Regions from separate parts of the Macaca mulatta genome. Here region 1 is linked to region 2. Evidence: chromatin contacts called from public Hi-C data. All regions are on one chromosome and are shown on one strand. The core of a region is the stretch at or near the end of the contact, and the rest is flanking DNA. Distances in the headings are between cores, read along the strand shown.

What was found. Hi-C and Micro-C count contacts between places; a contact is called where the count stands out from the background.
Region 1: a contact with region 2 is called in a Hi-C map of fetal cortical plate, with 3 times the contacts expected there. The contact joins the enhancer-like site here to the promoter of LARGE1 in region 2. A contact is called at or near these places in 4 of 14 Hi-C or Micro-C datasets (blood, fetal cortex germinal zone, fetal cortical plate and 1 more).

What each region holds. Positions count from the first base shown.
Region 1 is chr10:18,015,960-18,021,422 of T2T-MMU8v2.0, reverse strand. All of the region lies in intron 6 of LARGE1 (LARGE xylosyl- and glucuronyltransferase 1), which reads right to left. Among named protein-coding and RNA genes, the nearest start is that of LARGE1, 400 kb to the right of the region's middle. Within about 2 kb of position 3,167, at least 5 of the 40 cell types and tissues checked have an H3K27ac peak or open chromatin away from gene starts, as enhancers often do. A contact at or near this core is called in fetal cortical plate, where this site is marked.
Region 2 is chr10:17,612,389-17,618,284 of T2T-MMU8v2.0, reverse strand. It overlaps LARGE1 (LARGE xylosyl- and glucuronyltransferase 1), which reads right to left and starts at 2,968. Exons shown (of 15, transcript NM_001260905.1): 1 at 2,611-2,968.

The DNA of each region.
Region 1 (5,463 bases), core at 1,918-4,417, 400 kb before region 2:
ACACTGAAGAACTAAGGTAGGGGAGGCGGCAGTCCCTGGACTTAATCTGCCCAAAGGTGGTGCATGGAAGGTTCCGTGGTCAGTGCCCTGGATCTTACGAAAGGCATCCAGAATGATGAACGCTGGCAGGAAGAAGATGCTCCTGCCGGACAAGATCAGGACGAGAGGTGACGAGTCCAGAGTCACCCCTTGCCCTCCCCTTGGCGCCTCACCCTTTGGCTTGCCTTCCCCAGTTAGCAAAGAACACTCCTACCTGTGTATTCCACACACACAGCATCAGCCTGGCACCCGGCACCTTGTCAGCCTCAGAGAGTTTGGGAGTGAGCAACACCACCTTGTCCAGGCCCTCTAAGAGCGTGCGCTTTACTAGCGTGAGAAGAGCGATAAATGATAAACAGATAAATCCATTGTGAAAGCTAAGTGTTTGTTGCAGAGGATGCAGGGAGGGTGTGAGGGACGCTGTTTGAGAGAAGACTGATGGGGGAGGACCCTCTGCTAAGGTGAGCTCTGGGCAGAAACCTGCAGGAAATGAAGCAGGGAGCACTAGGGCTAACTGGGGAGAGAGGCTTAAAGGCGGGGGGGACAGGAAGCACAAAGCAGGCAAGGCAGATGTGTGCCTGCGGTGATGAAGGCAGGCAAGACATCCAGAGGGCTGAAATGGTGTGAGGATGTGGGGAGAGGCCCATATCCCTATGTCTCACCAGGGCCAGCTTTAGGGACACAGGATCTAAAGGGCCTTGTGCTGACAAAGACCCTATGCTTGGTTTAGTGGCTTGCTGTCACCATTCTGAAATTCCTAACGCTTTTTTTTTTAAAGGAAGCCCCACCTTTCATTGCGCACCAGGCCTCACAAATTATATAGCTGGTCCTGCATCTCATCAGACTACTGAGGACGGATGAAGATGATGGGGTGGAAGTCTCCCCTACTTTCTCTTATTATTATTATTTTTGAGACAGAGTCTCGCTCTGTTGTGAGCCTGGAGGGCAGAGGCGCCATCTCCACTCACTGCAACCTCCGCCTTCCGGGTTCAAGCGATTCTCCTGCCTCAGCCTCCCGAGTAGCTGGGACTACAGGCACGCACCACCACGCCTGGCTAATTTCTTTATTTTTAGTGGAGACGGGGTCTCACCATGTTGGCCAGGATGGCCTCAATCTCTTGATCTCACGATGCGTCCCCCTCGGCCTCCCAAAGTGCTGTGATTACCGGTGTGAGCCACGGCGCCCAGCCCACTTCCTCCTATTTAAGCACCTCTGTTCCCTGTTTACTAGAGAGTAGTAAGTACCCAAGGGGACACATCATTTTCTTTTTATACGTTGACTATAGCCTTAAAAGGCAAACACACACTCTTATATTGCTACCAACTCTTTGTTATCTACATTAAAAAAGGGACCAGAGTGTGAATAATTCTGAAGAGCTGATGAAAATCCTCAGCTCTGGGAAGCAGCATGTGGCCTATTTTTTTTTTGCCTACAAATTCCCCTTAACTGTGAACATGTATTAACTGATAATTCCAGGACCGTACACCTGAGCCACTGGAAAGCTAACTCTGGATGACTAAGAAAAGCTACCAGAGGATGAAAAACTGGGAAGTGGTTACAAGCTTATATCCTTCAACCCCTCCACACCGCTCTCTGTCCCATCATCACCCAACAAGTACTAAAGACGCACTCTAGCCTCTAGGAAAGTTGCCCAATAAAGAGGGCTGAACTCGGTGGAGTAGAGCTACAAAAACATACATATAATGCATAAAGAATTTTTTTTTTGAGACAGTCTTACTCTGTCGCTCAGGCTGGAGTGCAGTGGTGCGATCTTGGTTCACTGGGTTCAAGCGATTCTCCTGCCTCAGCCTCCCGAGTAGCTGGGAATATAGGCACCCGCCACCACGCCCGGCTAATTTTTGTATTTCTAGTAGAGACGGGGTTTCACCATATGGGCCAGGATGGTCTCGAACTCCTGACCTTGTGATCCGTCTGCCTCAGCCTCCCAAAGTGCTGGGATTACAGGCGTGAGCCACTGTGCCCGGCCGCACAGAGAATTTTGTATACAACTTCCGAGAGAATCTAAGAAGCTCTGGAATCTACCCACAGACCCCGAGTAAGAAGCTCTTAGGAAGGGGAACACATGGCAAGAAGCTGGCTCAGTCCTGCCCTATGTCTGCATCCCACAGATACAGCACACCTTAAAGAAGAAGGGGGAGATCTGGGTCAACAAGAGCAGCTTCATCTGGAAAAATCAGGCTACAGAGTTGAACTGCAGTGAGCAGGACTGGTCTGAAGATTACAAGGAGAACTGGGTGAGGCCCCAAATTCACTTTCCTTGCTGTCATTAGATCACTCCAACCCCTACTGACTTTTCTGGGACCTGAGGCTCCCTCTCTTCTCAAGGCAATGGGAACCAGGATTCGGCTTGGTCGGGGATTAGAGTGGGGCAGAGAAAGGGGTATGGTACTGACTGTGGGGGTTTAAGTGTTGATTCTGATCACATCCTGATGTATGTCGAAAAAGACGGTCATGTGTACATATATCCAGGGACCCGCACATCCAGGGACCAACATCCTAGATGTTCCTGCTCCCGGATGTGTGCACATATCACTGTACACTAGCTGACCGGATGGAAGTCAGCCAGTTGGAACTTACCTAAAACAAGACAGCTAGTTGGAATCTGTTTTAGGCAAAGGAAAAGAAAAGAAACACGTTCACAGGCAGTTTGATTCCACAGAGCACTCTGGCTTTTTGCAGATTAAAAAAAAAAAAGAAAATCTCATGGATATACTCAAGCTGAAGAATGAAGATCCAAGACAAGACAGAGGAATCCTGACTCACTGCAATGATATCTGGCAATTCTGCAGGTCCCTGAGCTGCCCGTGTGTGTGTGTGTGTGTGTGTGTGTGTTTGTGAGGAGTGGGGCGCGGGGGTCACATATGCCCCAGAGAGGAGCTTGCCTCAAAGGAGACTCAGTGGGGGCTCCTCGGGGGTGGGGGTCGGGTGGTGAGGAGGAACAGCCAAAGCATAATTTCTGCCCCAGTTTAAAAGCTCCACTTTGCCACGGGGATTTCTAAGTTATACTTAGAAAAACCTCAACTCTTTACTCATTTGCACCAGAAGGGGGCACTGTTACCTTTAAAAACACATCTCAGGCCACAGGTCCCCATAAAATAAAGTACCAGCCCCTGCACTGGCTCCCAAAGACACCCAGGTTCTGTCTGAGGCTCCAGACGCTCCCCACCCGCACTGGGAGCTTCTTCCCAAATTAAAAACACAAAAACACGTAAATGATGATTCTCTCCCAGCTTTCTTTGAAATCACTATTTTTACATCCTTAACTGCTCTACTCAAGCAAGTCTGTCATTTAACCAAAAGAGGAAACATAGTATTTTAGAAGTGAAAAACAAGGCAAAAAAAAAAAAAGAGAAAAAAAACAATTCATTCTTGGAGAGGCCTGATCTACATGACCGCATCACCAGCCCACATTCTGTTTATGACGCTGGGTAAAAAGAGAACATTTCCAAGTCGTGTTCTTAAGCACAAGGGAATTTGTCTCTTCTTGATACTTAGTTGAAGTAGCATTTTCTTTTCCTTAGGATTAAAAAGTTTGTACTCCCTGGCTTCCTCTTGCTGAGAAGCTAAGAGACTGTTTGTCTGTTTCAGTGGTTTTTCTTTTTTTCTTTTGAGACAGGGTCTCTCTGTCACCCAGGCTGGAGTGCAGTGGTGTGATCAGAGCTCACTGCAGCCTCGATCTCCTGAGCTCAAGCAATCCTCCCTCCTCAGCCTGCCAAGCAGCTGGGGCTACAGGCCTGTGCTGCCACACCTGGAGAATTTTCTACTTTTTGTATCGCTCAGCCTCCTGAGAAATTGGGACTACAGACGTGTGCCACCATGCCTGGCTAATTTTTTATTTTCTGTATTGATGGCCGGGGGGGGCGGGGGTCTCACTACGTTGCCCAGGCTCATTTTGAAACCCTGGGCTAAAGCAATCCTCACACCTCAGCCTACCAAAGTGCTAGGATTACAGGCAGGAGCCACTGTGTCTGGCCTCAGTGCTTCTTAAACCATCCTGTACCTGAGATGCGTTGGGGTGGCTGTTCCCCGAATCCCACAATCCTTCAGGGAGACAGCACGTTTCTGCTCTCTGACAAGCACGGGAGGGGACTCTGAACTCTCTGCAGAACACAGCAGTGCTGAGATGGGCCATCTCTAACCTACTTCCCCACCAACACCTGCCCCCACTGCCCACCTGGGCGTTCAGCTGAGCCACATCAGCTCGCAGCTGCTTTCTGTTCACATCTGAATCCTAATCCCAGTCTGCTCTGCCTGACTCCCGGAAGCTTTCTGCGTCTTTCTGTCCTGGTTTTAGTAATGCTCTATGAGACATGATCTGACAGAAATTCATGGGATTCCTGTGCAAAACACGAGCTGCTGTTTTGGAACTTCTGTGTGGGCCTCTCTTCCTTCACTGTAAAAAGAAAGTGTGGAGTGGCTCTGTGAACTGATTCCCACCAGCTCACTTCCTTAAGGCATAACAAGCTTCTAGCTGTATTCTCATTGCACTGATCAACGCCTGAAATCAATGTATCTATTAATAATAAAAATAAATAGTAATTGTATTGTGTTGTTTACATGTGTCTGTCTTTGCTGGCAGGTGAGTTCTTTGAGGCCAGGGCACCGATTTTCAGTCCCCAGCGCTTGCCGAAGAGGAGCCTGGATGAGTGTTTTTTGGCACTGTTGCCTGGTTGCAAAATGAGATGTCCCACAGGCTGGGAACTATGGGTTATTTCAGGAATGACTATAGGACAGTAAAAAGAGAACACAGTGAAGAAATACGTGGTTCTTAAAAACCTTCTCCAAGAAGTAGCACACTGTTTCAGTCAGCATTGCTGTGTAACAACTAATCCTCACATATAGTGGCTTAAAATGCAAGTAGGCAAGCTGGCCTGACTCAGCTGGGCTGTTCTGGTTTGGGCTAGGGTGCTCATGCCTCTGCAGTCGTAAATACAGCTGTTGGATCGGCTGGACTGGCTACTATAGGGCGGCGTTGCCTGCTAGCACAGGGTAGCTTGGATGATGGGGCCTCTCTCCACACGGGCCCTCATCCTCCAACAGGCTAGCCTGGATTTGTTCACAAGAGGGCAGACGGGCTCCCAGAGTGGCAGGGGGAGCCCCAGTGCTCAAGTACTTTCCAGGTCTCTGCTTGTGTCATGCTTACATCATTACATTGGCCAAAACAAATGTCAGGATTGGCTCAGATTCAGGAAGTGGAGACAGATGCCTCCTCTTAGGAGCTACACTGTCTTGGTGAAAGGAACCAATGTAGGCAGGGGACAAACTTGTGGCCATTTTCTGCAAACACATATACATACACTTTTTTTCTACTCACAGTCTTTCTAATGCTATAAAGTCTTTCACACTGCTATAAAGGAATACCTGAGAATGGGTAATGTATAAAGAAAAGAGGTTTATTTTGG
Region 2 (5,896 bases), core at 1,719-4,218:
ATTCTGCTGGAAGGCCTGTAGAAACTAATGATTTCATACTACTGAAGGTGCAGAGAGCATCTGAAATGGAAGTGCAACTACGCTGTCAAAACATCTCTAAGTATAAAGAATGTATTTTTAAGGGGAATTTGAACTTTGATGGAGTCCACTGCAGAGACATTTTGAAGCCATGTGATTTTATGATGACTGCAGGAAATACGCCATCAAAAACCAAACAGAAGTGTTGATTACAAACTGTTAGGGAACTTAAAGTTAGGATGGTCTAATAGTCAAAGGATAGAGCCTTTGCACAGTCCTCAAATACTTAGAGATTGTAATTGAGTCTTTTCAGAATGTCACATAACATTTTGCAGTTAACTGGTTCTAAGTTGTCCAAATGACAATTTAGATGTGAGCAGGCCCATCCGTTAGGCACTCAGAATCCACTCATTAGTGCAAGCCTGTACTGGATACCAAAAAGTCTGTCTCACGAATCCTCAAGATTAAACCACAGTCTCACGAACCCTCAACATAAATCGCAGGCTCATGAACCCTCAAGATAAACCACAGTAACACAGGCCCTGGTGTTTTCTTCTTCTTCAGTGGTGGAAAAGATAACTAGTCCCCCCTAGTGTCCTGCTACTGTAGGTGGCTGAAGGATGGCGACACTACAGGACGCACCCTCCCTGCACTGTGCATCAACTTTAAAGCGCAGCTCGGGAACCCGGAAACAAAGGAAACCTTCACAACCTTCCCAAGAGATGGAAGCACTTCCGAGACCTATGATGAGATGAAAAAACCCTTTCATTTCATTTCTAAGGCCCTTCCAGGTATGGTTTAAAAACCAAAGGTATCTGCATTAGCTCACATCAAAAAGTTCATCCACACCCCAGCACACTTCATTAGGTGAAGCAGGAGGGCCCACACTTGTCAGCAGCTACTGCTCACTCCACAGCAATCCCATCTTCCCTTTAAAACCCTCTCTGTCCTGCTAGGGAGATTTGATTCCTTTCCTCGCCACTCTCGAAAACCCACTAACCTCTAAATCTTGGTGACTTTTGCCTCTCTGTTCCAGTGAGTTTTCTTCCTGGCATGGAATTAACAGGGACAGGCTCGATAAATGTGTTCTCCACAAGCAATTTTCACTGAAGTAAAGTACTCTTGAACAATAAAGGTACACTAAGAGATGTGTGAAATCTTAAAGCCGGCGTTTTTATTTCTTTTATTTTGATCCCTAGTGAGGACCAAGTGTGCCGGTGAGTAATGTCACCCATTTGTGAGAGATGGGAAAATAAACCACCACCACTTGTTCCTTTCTTAATTTAGAAGCTTTCCTTATCTTAAGTCTATCGAAGCTGACTCCTGAGGTGGGAAGAGAGGAGAGGTGAGGAGAAAAATTAACCTGAGGTGGCCGCCTCCACGGAATGATAAGCAGTTCAGGTCTCCACACCTGTGTCAGAGAGAATAGGCATCTGCATATCAGGGAGGTGGACGCCCCCACCTGCCACCCCCTCCGTTCCTTCCCTTGAAGGAAGCAGGAGCCTGATCTCCCCCGACTCCCTCCTCTCTCTCTCTCTCTGGGCACTTACATAAGACCCTGTAAAACTTCCAGTGACATTCACGGAAAATGTAAGCTGCTATTTTGCTCCCTCAGGAGATCATTTTAATGGACTGAGTGACAAAATTCACGGATTCTGAATTCAGCAGAAACCTGCTCAACCGAGGTACATCAGCATAGGGACAAAAAAAAAAAAAAAATCCATCCCCATTAAACAGGGTCACCCAAGGGATGGATTCAGTGTACAAGAGACAATCTGTTCCCTCCGAAGTGACCCACTTAAAATCAGATTGTTCTGGGGGAAGCTCATAGGTTTAATAAATTTCAAACAGGCAAGGACAGGCTTGTACAACTGAGGTTCCTTAAGAGGAACATTTAAAAGAGGATAAGGCAATGAACTAAATAACTTGAGGATACACAAACTTTGGAGTCCTCACTCCAAAACTTCAAAAGTAGTGACATTTACAAGAATGTCTGGATAGCTGTACACTGATCACTCCTCACAAGCAGCTTTGCCTAATAGGAAGGACATGCTGGCTGGGTTCCCCCCTACAGATAGCAATGCCAACCAACCACTCTGTCCTAAAGAGGGACTCGCAAGCTGTAGCTGCTCGCCCCCAAATTGCCCCGGACTGTCTGCAAGAAGAAACAAGAAAAGTTATTCACAGCATCACACCAGGAAAGGTAGTTGTGTACCGCCCAAGACGGGCCTCTCCAAACACGGCAGGCTCCGCAAACTACAGGTGCTCACCGCTAACAAGTGAGGCCCCGGGTGCGAGTATCGGTCACATGCACTCCTGGTGTTAACCAGAAACAACTCCCGGCTCGCTCCCCTGCCAGCAGCCTGTGTGCCCAGAAGCGGAGCAGGCCCTGAGGGGGTCCTCGGGACGTCGGAGACTGAGGGCTTCCACCTCCAGCCTCTCCAGGGCTCCCGGCCAGGGCAGCAGAGGGTGTGCCCGGCCTCCCCGCCGGCATCCCGAGTACAGGGGGTACCAGCGACAGGTTCGGAGAACTTGTCCGGCGCTGCACACCACGGCGCCCCCGCGGCGACTCTCGCACTCCGGGGCTCTTACCTTAGCCGTGACTGCCGCCAGGCAGAGGGAGACGCGGAAGAACCGGGTGGCGCGGCGGCGCCGCCGCCTACGAGGCGCACGGGGTCCGGGTCAGGGTCCCGGCAGGCGCTGCCCTACTCGGAGCGGCGGTGCCAATCGCAGAGTTCGGGACTGCCCCCGGCTCCAAATGCCGCGGCGAGGGTCCGGGTCGCCCAAGCTGAGCACTGTCCCTTCTTCCTCTTCCTCCGGGGCCGCTGCCTGGAGCTGCTCCCGGCCCGGGGGACTCTTCCGAGCCAGGGGCGCCCCGCATGGGCAGGGGCCTGGGTCCGCCTCGGGTTGGGTCCAGGGAGCGGCCGCCGGGGCCGACTCCACCTCCCGCGCTCCCAGCCGATTCGTCCCTTCAGGGCAGGGCCTGCCCGCGAACGGCCCGGCGAGGCGAGCGCGGCCGCGCCCCCAGCTTCGGGCGCCCGGGCTCCAGAGCGGCGGCGGGGCAGGAACACACCGGCCGGGCCAGGCGCCGAGCGCGGCGGCGCGGGGGGGGGGCTGCAGCCGGCCGCGGCGCGCTCTCCCCCAGGGCCTGCGCCGCCCGCCAGGGGCTCCGCGGGAAGGAGGCGCCGGAGAGGGCCTCGCCCCGGCCTGGGGCGCGGGGCCGGGGGCGCGGGGCTAGGGGAGGCGCCGCGGGAAGGTCACGGGAGCGGAGGCGCGGCGAGCGGATCGCGGTGCGGTGGGTGCGGGGAGCCGAGGCAGGCGGCCCCCGCCGCCGGGAGCGCTCGCCGGCCTCGGCCGCCGCCGCCTCCGAGATGCGCCGGCTTCCCGGAGCGCCCGGCGCTCGGAGCTGGGCGGCCGCTGCAGCCGCCACGGGCAGCCGGGCGCCGCTGGCCGGAGCCGGCGCGCGATCCCCGCCTCCCGCGCCCGGTCAGGAGGGGGCTGCCGAGCTGGGGCCGACAGGGGCGGGCGCTGGGGTCCGGGCTTCGGGCTGGCCCCGCCGCCTCCGCGTGCCCAGAGCTCCGGACTCGCTCAGCAGCTGCAGTGACTGTGTGTCTGTGTCATGTCTGTGCAGCCGGGGGGGACCGCGAACCGGGGCTGGGTTCCGAGCGGGGGCGGGGCCGGCGCCCTCCTTGGCGCCCGCCTCCGACCCCGTGACCGAGCGGCCGACCAATGGCAAGCTCCGCAGCCGCGCGGACCGAAAGTTCGCCCCCGCAAGGCTCCGCCCCCCGGCGAGACTCCGCCCCAGTGCTTCTTCAGCTCGCTGGCAGGCAGGCGGAAGCAACACCCGGAGCCGGGATCCCGGGCCGGGTCGGGATGAAAGGGTGCAAGCTGAGAGCTCCCCGCCCTTCTTCCCCCCCACCCCGGCCGCTCCCGGCCGCCTCGGGTTTGGCGTGCCTCGCGGAAAGAGGGGGAAGGGAAGCGGGACGGACTCGCAGCTGCCGTGTTAGAGACGCTCGCAGGCTTGCAGGACCATGCAGCGTGCTCCCCAAATTGCACAAAACAGCCGTCGTGAGAAGTGGGAAGTTTCCCCGCCTCGGGTCGCCGCTTCTCTCAGAGGTGGGCATGGTGTGGGGCAGCTGGAGTCTGTGAGGAGCCCCGCTGAAGGGCTCTGACGGCATCTTTCTGGGCTCAGTTTCCAAGAATCCTGTCCAAGGCTTCCTGTTCCTCTGAGGAAACTACATTCTGTTTCCCCCACCCCAAACACACACCCCGTGCACGCACAACACGCCCCTCCCCTGCTGGTTTTATTCTCGCTCTTTCCCTCTTGGCATAAGAACCCGGCGCGCAACATCCCTCGAATGGACTTCCAGCCTCCCAGTTCTAGGAACGAGGGTGGGGTGCTGAGAGTCCTCCCAAGCCACAGGAGGAGTGGGCGAAATGGGTCGGGGTACAAGGGCGGGGGTGTGAGAATGGATGGAAGGAGGATGCCCTCGAGAGAAGACCCAGAGGAGGCGAAAGCAGAGAGGCAGGGAGAGAAAGAGGACGCCGAGGGCTGCACAACTCCGACTCGGAGACTGGAGCTCCGGGCGCGCGATCCAGCTCCCGGGTTTTTCCCCAGCTCGGTCCCAGGGCTTCTGGGGTCCCCTTCCCCCCGGGTTTCCACCTCTCCCCAGCCGCGCGGGCCGCCGGGTCTCTGCCTCCCCTCTGCGCGCCTCTCCGCGCTCCAGGACTCTGGCGAGGCAGCGGGAAGCCCACCCTAGTTCTTGGAAGGGGCAGGGGAAGGATGGGCTGGTGAGGGGGCGCGCGGGAAAAGGCCGCCGAGCTCGGGCTGCCGAGCTGACCCCACTCCTCGAGGTCGGGCTGGGGGTGGGCAGGGGCTTCCGAGGCTCGGCCCCTGCTCCGCTCCGGACCTGGCTCCCGCCTAGGTAACCACACTCTCGGCCTTTGGCTTGACCGAGCTGGGACCCTTCTCCCATCCCCCTTCCCTCCAGCCTATTGAAACAACGACCCCCACCAGCAGCAGCAGCGCCCGCTCTGCCCCGGCTCCGGGGCGCTGTTTACCTAATCTCAGCGGCTGACGGAGCCCAGCAGAATGCGAAAGGGAGGCAGCGGTGGCACAGCAGAGTCCCCGGCGAAGAAGTAAAAGACGTTTGCTTTGGAGCTTCGGGATAAGTTAACTGCGAGGCTGGGGTCCTGCTGTCTTATCTCTGCGGGGATAAGTCTCACCGTGCACGTTGCAGGCATAGCCGATCTGTTTTGATGCCATTACCGTATCGGAGAAGAACATTATATGAAAAACTATTACCTAATATTCTAGAGACCATTGAAGTGTCAAAGTTTAATGCCAAGTGTTTTAGCTCGAAGGCTGCTCAGTTCTTCCTCTGACGTGCAGCTCTGTTCTAGAACGCGCTGAAAACAAGGGGATCATTTTTATTTTTTTGCCGCCCGAATGTCCTTCCTTCCTACTCTCTTCCTCCTCTCTCACCCCCACCCCCGCCCCGGAACCGGGTAAAGTTAAAGCCAGAATTTGTACTTTCTTTTTACGTTTTGCTTTGCTTCACTTCATTAGTGGTGTAAAATGCATTGTTACAGCATATTAGCATATTAATAAAGATAACGTGACTCAGGAAAGGAAAAGAGACCTGAAATTTACAAGCGAAGGAGAAATAATTGAATAACATCAGCAACTAAAAGATAAGCTTGCGGGAAAGAAATATCTCCATTATAATTACTCAAGTGTACATTCTCTAGATAGAATCTAAGAAAGAAAAATGTGACCATCGTGGGGGAGATAGCAATGTTCACGCTGGTCAGTAACGCATGTTGAAGACATAATGCCTTATTAGTGGATTTCACAAAATGTACTTGCATTGGTCAA